Linked DNA regions of Sus scrofa: region 1 is linked to region 2. The links are chromatin contacts, called in public promoter capture Hi-C maps. All regions are on one chromosome and are shown on one strand. The core of a region is the stretch at or near the end of the contact, and the rest is flanking DNA. Distances in the headings are between cores, read along the strand shown.

Evidence for each region. Promoter capture Hi-C pulls out the DNA fragments that hold promoters and counts their contacts.
Region 1: a promoter capture Hi-C map of liver shows a contact between it and region 2, with 7 times the contacts expected there. The contact joins the promoter of HBP1 here to the promoter of LOC106504991 in region 2. A contact is called at or near these places in 1 of 5 promoter capture datasets (liver) and 1 of 2 datasets of contacts at active chromatin or transcription factors (skeletal muscle).

The regions. Positions count from the first base shown.
Region 1 is chr9:106,963,278-106,968,473 of Sscrofa11.1, forward strand. It overlaps HBP1 (HMG-box transcription factor 1), which reads left to right and starts at 2,783. Exons shown (of 11, transcript NM_001244264.1): 1 at 2,783-2,807. The coding sequence starts at 2,793. LOC110262252 (a long non-coding RNA gene) reads right to left here and starts at 2,525. Exons shown (of 2, transcript XR_002347084.1): 1 at 2,187-2,525.
Region 2 is chr9:104,910,742-104,916,231 of Sscrofa11.1, forward strand. It overlaps LOC106504991, which reads right to left and starts at 2,064. Exons shown (of 3, transcript XM_013979822.2): 1 at 1,759-2,064; 2 at 830-1,453. The coding sequence starts at 2,064. All of the region lies in intron 1 of KMT2E (histone-lysine N-methyltransferase 2E), which reads left to right.

The DNA.
Region 1 (5,196 bases), core at 1,533-4,032, 2.1 Mb after region 2:
TATTGTTCCCACAAATGAAAATATCTCCCCTAAGGTTTTGAGTAAACACTTTAAATAGAAAAATTTTAAAAACAATTTGATAAACTTTTTCTTTTATTTATTTATTTTATTTTTTCGTTTTTGGCCATCCCAGGGATACTCAACCCAGTGCGCCAGGCCAGGGATTGAACCCATGTCCCAGGGCTCCCAAGATACCACCGATCTGGTAGTGCCACAGCAGAAACTCCAAAATTTTTATGAGCTAAATTCAATTATTTTTATTTATATTTTCTATTTGACTTTTTTTTTCTAAATTAAAGTGTGGCTGATATACAGTGTTGTGCCAATTTCTGCTGTACAGCAAAGTGACTCAGTCACACACTTACTCTTTTTTAAAATATTATTTTCCATCATGGTCTATCCCAGGAGATTAGATATAGTTACCTGTGCTATAGGGTAGGACTTCGTTGTTAGAAAACCTTTTAAAATAAATTAAGGGTCAGAGAACATAATTTCCTGGTGTATGCAGTGAAGAGGGGAGAGGAGTGGCACAAGTTCATTTTTTGGGAGAGGGAAAGCTTTTTAGTTTCTTGGAGGGAATTAGGCATAAATAGCTCAGATTTTAGTTTTAAATGATCAGATGAATTCCATGGACTTTTTTCTTTTTGTCAAGAAATTAATCACTGATTAACAAGAACCTCCTGTATAGCACAGGAAAATCTACTCAATAGATTGTAATAACCTATACGGGAAAAAAGAATGGATATATTTATATGTATAACTGATTCACTTTGCTGTACACCTGAAACTAATACAATGTATGTTAACTATACTCCACTAAAATTAAAAAAAAAAACTACTATGAGATATCATCTCAAAAAAAAAAAAAGATATTAAACACCGGAGTTCATATTTTCAAACTTTACAATTCTGAGTTCCAGTGATCCTCCCACTGTTTAAAATACAAAGGGAAGGAAGAAAATAAAAATACACAAAATAGCAGGGCTATTTGGGATCACTCTATTAATCTCTGGAAGATGATAAATACAAATCTTGTCCTTTTAACTCAGGGACAAATTTAGGCATTTTATTGATTCTCTAAATTAAGAAACAAAAAAAAATGTTTGATTACTATTTGTGAATACAGAAAGTAAATCTCAGCTCACAGGGTGGGGAGGACTATTCTATAATTTCATTTGAGGAATTCAAACAGGGAATCCCTAAAACAATTTAAAATTTGTTTCAGTATAGGAGAGTTGTTCTGTAATTCTTGATTTGTTCTGTGGCTTTCGGGTAGATTTAAAAATTCAAGGAATGTAGGGGGTGTAAAGGAATAATCAGCTAGGATTTAAGGCTCCTTTTCAAATATAGGTTTCTCACGAATGTAATTTTTCCTCAATTTTAAGCATGCATATAGTCATCTAAAGATATAAAGCCTAAAGCGTAGCTGAAATGATTAAACACTAAAGGTTCAAAGGAAAAAAGCTTAATAATGTTTTTGTAATGGGAATGGTAATAACATCAATTACAGACTAGGGACTGTGGTGGACCGCCTTGTTTAAAGTGAAGGTAACTATAAAGCCAGAGAAGTCATCCTCCTCCTCGGCTGAGTCAGAGCATTAGTAACTTAAGGAGGAACTCTGATGGACACGAAGTGGGAAGTCATTCATCTTTCATCAATGGGAAGCCCTCTGGAGAGGAAAAATGGTTAACAAAAACTCACCGCAGAAACTTAGAAAATGATTTACAAAATAAATCACTTTGTCATACATTATAGCCCCCTCTATATTACCTTAAACCACCCTCAAGCGGTTCAATACGCAAAACACCGCTTTGATTTCGCTCAATACCAAAGTCAACAGCAAATCGCCCCCACTTCCGGCCCCTTAGACCTCTGTAAATTCTCCAGACTCTGAGCTTCTCTCTTTCTGTTCATCTCCAAGCCTCTCAGTGCCTGGCACGTAGCCGGCATTCAACAAATCTTGAGAGAACTGAACAGAGTTGGCAGAGAAGCCTCAAGCTGCTGTCCCGAGAGTGGTGAGGCTAGGCGCGTTGTAAAGGAAGGCTGTCCTCCGACTGGAGCTCAGCACCGTCTTTATTATCCTCATCAAGCCTGGGGCCGTGATTTGTGGGTGACTGGGTCCCTCGCTATGCTGCACTGCTTCCGCTTGTGCAGTCATCTCCTTCCCTTCTCTCTAAAACAATACCTTGGCCTCCTGCCAAACTTTGAGCCGCGAGCGACTCTGGCTGTTTATGGCCCGGAATGGGTGCTGCGAGAGACGTGAAGCTGCTTTGAGTGCTAGGAAAGGCCCAAAGGAAGGGAAGAGGCCAAAGCTTTGAAACACTCCCTTCCTCCGCCCCCTCCCTTTTGTCCCAGACAGCAAAACAAACGAGCTGATACACGTGTCCCTATGACTCTTGTTTACTATCAAGACCGCACTCTGCAGGCGGTCTTGGGAACTGTAGTCCAACGTTCCTCCGACCTGCAGGTTCCGAGAGGCATGAAACTAGGATGAGACTACGAACCCACAATCCTTTTCGGGTGCAAAGTTTGGCTCGCGTCCCGGGAGTCTCGGCAGCAATCCAATCCGAAGCGCTCATCGTAGTGATTGACACACCATCTTCTCCAGTGAACACAACACAAAAGTCAATACAAGCCCGCCCCGCGAGAAGGACCACGGTATCACCCAATGGGAAAGGGAAATGGTCGAATGGCAGTTCCTCAGACCAATAATAGGGCGAAGGAGCTGCTCGGAGGCCCAACCCCCGGGGGGTTGAGGGGAGGGGGAAGACGAAGCTTGAAAGACTTGGTAATGGCGACGGGTTTGGTAAGTAGGAAAGTTTCGGTTGAGAACTAAGAGCGGCGGCGGGAGCGGTAACGCGTGCCAGGGAGGCCGTCGTCAGTCGGAGAGGGAGTATGGGAGCTGCCTGTGGTGCTGTCGCGGCCAGGGGGGCCCGAGCCAGGGCTGCCTGCACTCCGCGACGGGTTTGTTGTCTTTCTGTTCGGGAAGGGGTGGGGGTGGGGAAGGGAGGGGCAGGATCCCGAGGGGATCCGGCCGCCGGGCAGGCTTGGGTTCGCGCTCCTCTTCCTCATGGTGGGAGCAGTTAACCGACCGATACTTGCCCGTGGCGAACCCCCTGGAGTGGCGCCTCCCGCGAGCTCACCTGAGCTTCGCGGCCAGCGGGGGTCTCGGGACTGAGGCTGGGAGGCGTTGGCGAGGATGACGCCCCGGGCCGGGTTGCGCGGTGGGTGGCCGGGCCGGGTGGGAAGATGGGGCAGGCCTAGGCGGGGGAAGGGGCCTGACGCGGCAGCGGGGCTGCCCAAGAAAGTTTGACCTCAACTTCTCGCGTGTGGGCGGGGGGTCGGAGGTTGGCCTGGGTGGGCAGCTGGCCGGGGGTGGGGGACTCTAGTGAGGCGCCGCCTCTTTCGGGCAGAGAGGGGCTTTGGGACGAGCTGGGAAGCTCGCGGAGCTGCTGGGCCCCGGAGCTCATTGTTACGCAGTTCGAATGAATGGGCTCCGTGGCGCCTGCGCGGTGGGGCTGAGCCGAGGGGAAAAACAAGCCTGGAGTCCAGGCTGCGGTCACATGATGGGGGGAGGGGAGGGAACGCGATGAATGGCGAAAGAGGGTGGGGGATGGACTTGGCGTGAACCTGGAGGCTGTGCCTCCGTTTGACCCGGAGCCGAGGTTTGGCAGGAGATTCCAGTCTTCTCCTTCCAACCTATGCTGCTGCCCCAGGCAGATTAAAACAAAACAAAAAAGAATCCAGGCGAAATCGGCAGCCGGGGCCGGGTTTTTGTGGTTTCTTTAAACGCTACTTGCTGTTAGGGGATTTTACTCGCCGTTGGGCATTCTTCACCTTCTGGAGTTCATTCTTTAGGAGTTTTCGGCAACAACCTTCTGTAAAAGAAGCGCTGAATGCGGGGATGTATTCTAGAGCCTTTAGCTCTGGGAGCCACTGATACTAAGGGAGGACGATAGGGAGTTGTGTTTATATTCGGAAGTGTTGAGTTCCACCAACAATTCCGACTAAGTGGTTTATATTTATTTCCCTCTAATTAGCAGCGAATGATTCCATCAGTTACCTTTTGAGAATTAAACTGACCTTAACCTTTGTAAATACTTTTATTGTTTAGCTATTGATAGTGATTTACATTTGTATTGTACTCGTAGGACTTTCTGTCTTTGCTTTTTGTTGCTGTTTTGCTGTTGTTTTCTGCTTTAGCTTGCTAGCGAGAGTGTTGGGGTCAGCTGTTCAGTTTCCGTGATTAAACCACTCAGTTCTTGCCGAGTAGGCAATAGTTGGCAAAGTTTTAAGGAAATCTGAATTATATTCAAAAGAATGAAATATACTCGTTAAGCGTATTAAGTAAAAGAGCTACTTTATACTTTTGAGGAGGCCGTTTTACCACGTTTTCAGCAAAACACCAGTATTTATGAAATGAATCTTGATTTCACTTTCTAGTTTCCATTTTATTTCGTTTCATAAACCGAATTACCTTTTTCAGCCTTTAAAACTCTTCCCCTTTGTTTACTTCTCATACTTGTACCACATACATTATTTTAAAAGTTACCTTCTCCTGGGTTCCCCACAAATTTCCATGCTTCTCAGTGCCTACCTCTCAGACTTAAAACATGGTACTGTCGCTTTAAGGGTTGTCTCCTCCACTGTATTTTAATTTCTTTGGACTTTTTCCTCACTATCCAAATACTCAGTGATGAAGGCAAATGGCTTGGGCTTCATGAATGAATAAACTGCCAGCCACTGAAGGTTCTTGAGGGAGAATTGCAAGCTGGTCTCTTGTGTTTCTGTTTCAAATAAAAATATCAGTACCTTTAAAATTTTTTCTTCCTTAAGCTACCATAAGAAGTTTGTAGCATGTTTATTAGATTATGCCAGGTATTTTACATGTATTTTCGGTATGATAGTGAATATATATCTAGTATGAGAAAATAAATCACAACAAATTTTTTAAGCTGACAAATTGTATATCACAAAATTCAGGAAAAATGATATTCTTTATTAACAGTGATACTCTTGTATATTCTTTCTTTTTTTTTTTTTTTTTTTGTTGTTGTTGTTGTCTTTTTGCCATTTCTTGGGCCGCTCCCGCGGCATATGGAAGTTCCCAGGCTAGGAGTTGAATAGGAGCTAGAGTCACCGGCCTATGCCAGAGCCACAGCAACGCGGGATCCGAGCTGCGTCTGCAACCTTCA
Region 2 (5,490 bases), core at 814-3,313:
CACTAGGCGCACGACAGACACATCAGGCACTGATTGGCTGCGTGGACCGCCTCTGCCTCTCCCCACTCCGCTTACTAGGCGCTCAGGGTCGCTGGGTAGCGAGAAGACAGAAAGCGCCATTTCGGGGAGAGACCCCCGAAAACAAGAACCGGAATCACCGTGTCATTTTAGTTTGGGGAAACCATTTATTCTTTGGCCTCCCCTTTTTCTTCGAGATAACCGTCTCTCTGTCCCTCCCTTATTTAATCACCGCCACATAAAGGAATTCCCGCTCCCCTCCCCGCACACAGTCCCGCCGGCGGGGAAATCCTTCCCCGGGGCCAAAGAAGTAGGAGGCAGCAACGGCAACTGCACCGACGGCAATGGCAGCTTTTTACCCCGATACACCGTGGCAGGGAGGCGGCGCTGACGGTGGCTGTATTTTTCCTGCTGCTTCTCCCCCCGACCTCTTCCGTTTCTTGCTCCTCCATCGAGACGGCGCTGGACTCGCCAGCTCCGCTTTTATCCGGTGCTCGGAGCCTGCGCACTGGAGCTTCCTCAGCCCCTAGTGGGCGTCGAGTGACACCCCAACTGAGTTCATCCAGCGCTGGAGGCTAGACTTGGGAGGGGGAGGGGAAGGCTGGGACAGAGGTGGTTTGGGGAGTGGGAGAGAGCGCATCCTTTTGGGAGGACGAAGGGAGAGGGAAGGGTCTTTCCCAAGGCCTAGGATCAGTATCCTTCCACCCAGTAGTGGCGCGCGCGCGCGAGCTCACCGATATCCAGACTTGAGGGCTACTCAGGGAAAAGGGATAAAGAACCAATCCCACCAAATTCCGAAACTTCCCCAAACCTTCAGTGAATTGTTGAATGCATCTGTTGTGAAACAGACGGAGACTCTGTCCACCTCTCTGCCTCCAGTTGGCCGTCTTCGAGCCTCCCTGGAGAGGCAACGGCGGGCAGCAGCCCACAAGCAAAATGGCGGCAGGCAGCTTCGTCCCCTCCCCCTCTGCCCCTGCGGAGCGGGGCGGGCGGGCCCCGTGCACTTGCCGCCGCCGCGGCCGCCGCCGCCGCCGCCGCCGCGGCCGCCGCCGCCGTCGCCGCCATTTTCCCAGAGCGAGCGGCAGTGACACTGAGCGGGCGCAGGGGGCCGAGTCGGAGACCGTGCCGGAGTCGGGAGCGGCAACAGAGGGGGCATAGACACTCTGAGCAGCCTCGCCGTCGCCTCTGCGTTCCTGCTGACTGCTTCGGTGCCCCCTCCCCTACTCCTCGGTTGCTGGTGAAGAGGCTTCGCGCTGCTGTTTGGGGAGGGGTGTGTGGAGCCGGGTCCTGTGTCCGCAGTGGCTGCTATCGGGGGGTCGCCTGACCGCGGAGGTGTGGAGAGACTCCTTGGGGGTCGAGCACATAACGGGGTTCGGGTGTCTGGTGTGTGAACATCGCAGGTCAGTGCCTGTCGTCTCCTTGGGAGTTCATGGGGCTTGCGGGATGGAGAGACGTGTGTTTCCAGGGGGAGGGGGCTTTCTCATCTTTATCCTTCCGGGGGGGCGGGGGGGAATCGACGTTGGCTCTCAGGTGTCTTGGCGGGGGCAAGACGTTGCTCGTTTGAATCGAATTTATTCTTTTTCCTCCCTGTCCCTAGAAAGGGAGCATTATGGCGGGTTTTAGGGTTGGGGAAGGGGGAAACTGGCAGTTAAACCCCCTAGAGAGTGGGAGTTAGGGAGGGGGCGCACTCCTCGCCGGCAGCGGGTTAGGGCCGCTTGGGTGAGGAGGGAGGCTTCTGACTGTTAGTGGGGTTTGTGCTCGAAGAGGTCCCAGGAGCTGCCAGCTCTCCCTTTCCTCTGCCGCATCTTGTTCAGGTGCTGGGAACCCGTATAGGCCCCATTTTCTTCTGCTACTTCCATTCTTGCCGGGCAGTCTGTGGCTTAATTTTCTCATAAATGCAAAGGGGGTGGAAAGAACGCCCTGGGTCTCTCCCTTTGTGGGAGAACGAGACCGCTCCTCATCTTCCCCGGGAGAGGGTAAACCCGCCCCTGAGGTGGTCACCCCAGTACCCAGCCTTCTCAGTCTCCTCCCCCACTCCTCTTGCATTATCGCCGTCCTTTACTGTACCGGAGGCTTAGAAGCCACAATATGGCACATTTCAGGAAAGCTGATTTTGACCAAGGGATTGGCACAAACACTGTGGCAGCAGGCACAGAAGAGAAACAAACGGTTCACTGTGCTAAACGGGGGAGGGGGAGAGAGAAAACAATCCGGAGGGCTCTCTTCCACCGGCCTCCGTTCGGTAGAGATCCGTTCTTGCCAGACTCTGTCTCAAGAACGATACAGTTTAAAGTCGAAGGGAAATCGCTGGAGTTAGCTTTAGAGTAAACCCCGTTTTGCCCATTTCCCCCCCTTTTTAGAGATGTGAATAGCGTAAGGTATTTGGAGTTCTGGAGACCTTGGAGAGAATTAAGTGAGGTGCATTCAACTCTGGACTGGAGACATCAGTACCTAATTGGCAGACAGTCCGTTTTTTCCTTGAATCTCAGAGATGGGCAGTAAAAAGTGAAATTTCCCTCTTTTGTCCTTTACAGATTCTAAAAATGGCGGCCCCAGGCTGATGTTGTGGTAATCTAATCAGCTCGGGTCCTCCACACCCCATGCAGTGCGTTTGTCTGCAGCATATTACAGGCTTATTATGTTTACATGAAAAGACTGGTTTTTGTTTTTTTTTTTCTTCCCCAATCCGTTTACACAAGTGTGTTGATTTTACTGCAAATTACAATGCTGTGTTTTAGTTGATTAATTTTATGGGTTTTTCCTGAGAGGCAAATGAAATGACACCACTTTTGAAAAAAATAAAAACACTCAGGTAGCCTTAGAAATTTCAGTAATGAGGCTGGGTGTTCTTGAATATTTTTAAAAAAATTATTTGGGGACAAAAAACAGTTTCTGTTTGGTTTAGCCCAAGCGTCTATTATTCAGTAACAAAGTAAATTAAAATATTTAGCAAGTGTAAAGTATTACACTATTTTGTATGATTAAACGTTTTAATCTGGAGTGGAACGTTTCCCATCCAACTCTTGACCAGTTTTTTGAATTTTGGTTTTTGTACTCTTTGAGTTTAATTTTTAGGGAGCTGTACAAACAAGCCTAAACCTGTTACTTCACTGGGTGTGGAGATACTTGTTCTCACTATTATATTTTGCATCCATTTTTCCCATATATTAAAGCATTCCTTAGGAATTCCTTAGATTAATTAATTGTGAATTTGATAAAGTGGAGTTCCATGCTTTGTTGCCCTTTGAAATTGTCTTCTAGCATGCTGTCAGAATTCTGTAAGTAAAAAAGTGAGGCTGTAGTTCTTAATTTTTTTTCCTTCCCAAACATGCCCATTTATCCCACCTGTTATGGGATGTGGGATTTAGTCTGTTTTAGTAGACTTTAAATTAAAACCATATCAATAATAGGGTCTTGAATCCATTTTGTGCTTATATCAGAATCTTACAGATTGGGGCAGAAAATTAAATGGTGTCATTTAACTTTATTTTAAAAAGTGTGAATGATTAGAATTCATCTCTGTGGTGGGAGGTCAGTCTTTCTGACCTGAACTAAGCAGTGAGATATGAGTGGGCCATTAATGGCAGTTAATGACTATTCTGATTGTGTACCAACTGTAAAACAAGTGCCTTTCAATCCAATAGTACTTAAAAAGGTTGGAGAGGGTACACCCTTTCATGATTCTCTTATTCCACTGTAAATTCTGTTCTAAAATATTTACAGTGGAATAAAAGAATCATGAAGTTCATATATGAGTTAAATTAACTAAAAATTTCTAATTTACAAAATAATTGTAGAAATTACTGGCTTAGGAAGTTTCATCATGTAAGACTGAGTACATAACCTTACTTAGAATCTTTGAAATTATTAAGTTGAAATGTTGGTGGGTAGGGGGAGAGTTTGGGTAGGGATTTGGGGTCCATACTCATTTTTATCATCCTCTGAGTGAGCATGTAATCCAGATCCTTAACTGCTGATGTAAAGGTGGTACATTTGTTTTATAGACTAAGTGGTTAAGATCTGTGTTTCAAAAGGTTGGAACTTTAAACTTACGACCTAATGTAGAAAATCATGATACTCTTAGGAAAATTTAGTGTATTGTAGTCATACTTAGAGTCATACAGTCAGCACTGTCTGTACCCATGTTTGTGTTGATAGTGACCTTGATCAAGTCTAGACACATAAGGCATTTGGATTTATTTGGCTCAGACACATAGTATCAAGCTAGAAATTATAAGAGAAGCTGCTTTCACTCCTAGGAGCTTTCTTCATACTGGCCTGGTTCATTGCTTTGAGGTTTGTTTCTTTTTGTTTGTTTTGATGTTTTGGTTCCTATGAGACTGGCTTTTTATTTATTTTTTGGATATTGTACTGTGTAATTAACATTGCTATAAATACTCAGTTTTTATTCATCTATACTCCAATTGACTATGTTTTGGATTGTCACGGCAAATTTATTAAACGGTGAGGCATAATTTTTGTTCCCAGAGAGTTTTGAAACATTTGGCCCCTTGGGGCAAAACTAGTCAAATAGTCTTTGCTCTTAGGATAGCTGAGTTTGAGAGATTAGTTGTTTATCTGTTTAAGTGGATTTGTAGAAAATCGTAATGTAATTGGAGAGCAAATTTTACTTTCAGAGACCACATTTTGATCATGCTTCCCTTTTGTTGTCAGTATAAGTTAGAGGATCCCTTTGATCTCAGTTTAGGTTTAGAACCTTTTCTTTACAGGGCCTCTCGTTTCTCTTCAACTCCAGGCCTCTGATAACTAGGTCTTCTTCAATTTTGGCTTGTCTGTTTTCCTCACAGCTTTGAGCCAGAGAATTTTTACCATATATACCACAGTAAACTCTGGGATTTTTTTGAACTTAAAAATGAAGTGAGGTGATAAGCCAATTAATAAGTTAGGAGAAACTCTTTCCCTCAGTACATACTTTAGTGGTCTTACTGAAATTATAATTTCATAAATTGGTTTCTTATTTCTAAAAATAATGCATCCATTTTATGCATAAAGTTCTCGAAGAAACTTTTGGTTTTAGTTTTTTAAAGTGTATTATGTAAATCCCTACAGTTCTGCTTTTCTGAAAGTTACTTTGGGGACTTAGGATGCGCCATTACCATTGTGTGTTTAAAGTAGTGAATGAGGAGTTCCTGTCATGGCACAGCAGAAACGAATCCAACTAGGAACCCTGAGGTTTCAGGTTTGATCCCTGGCCTCCGTCAGTGGATTAAGGATCTGGCGTTGCTGTGAGCTGTGGTGTAGGCCAATAGCTGTAGCTCCGATTAGACCTATGGCCTGGGAAACTCCATGTGCCTTAGGTACAGACCTAAAAGAAAAAAATAAATAAGTGGTGAATGAAACCAACAGGACTTTGAAGGGCTATCAAAAACTGCTTAAGGAACAATGGTCTGAAATTTTCTTGAGATACTATGTTTATTTTCTTACAATATTTTAATAATGTATAATAACTTC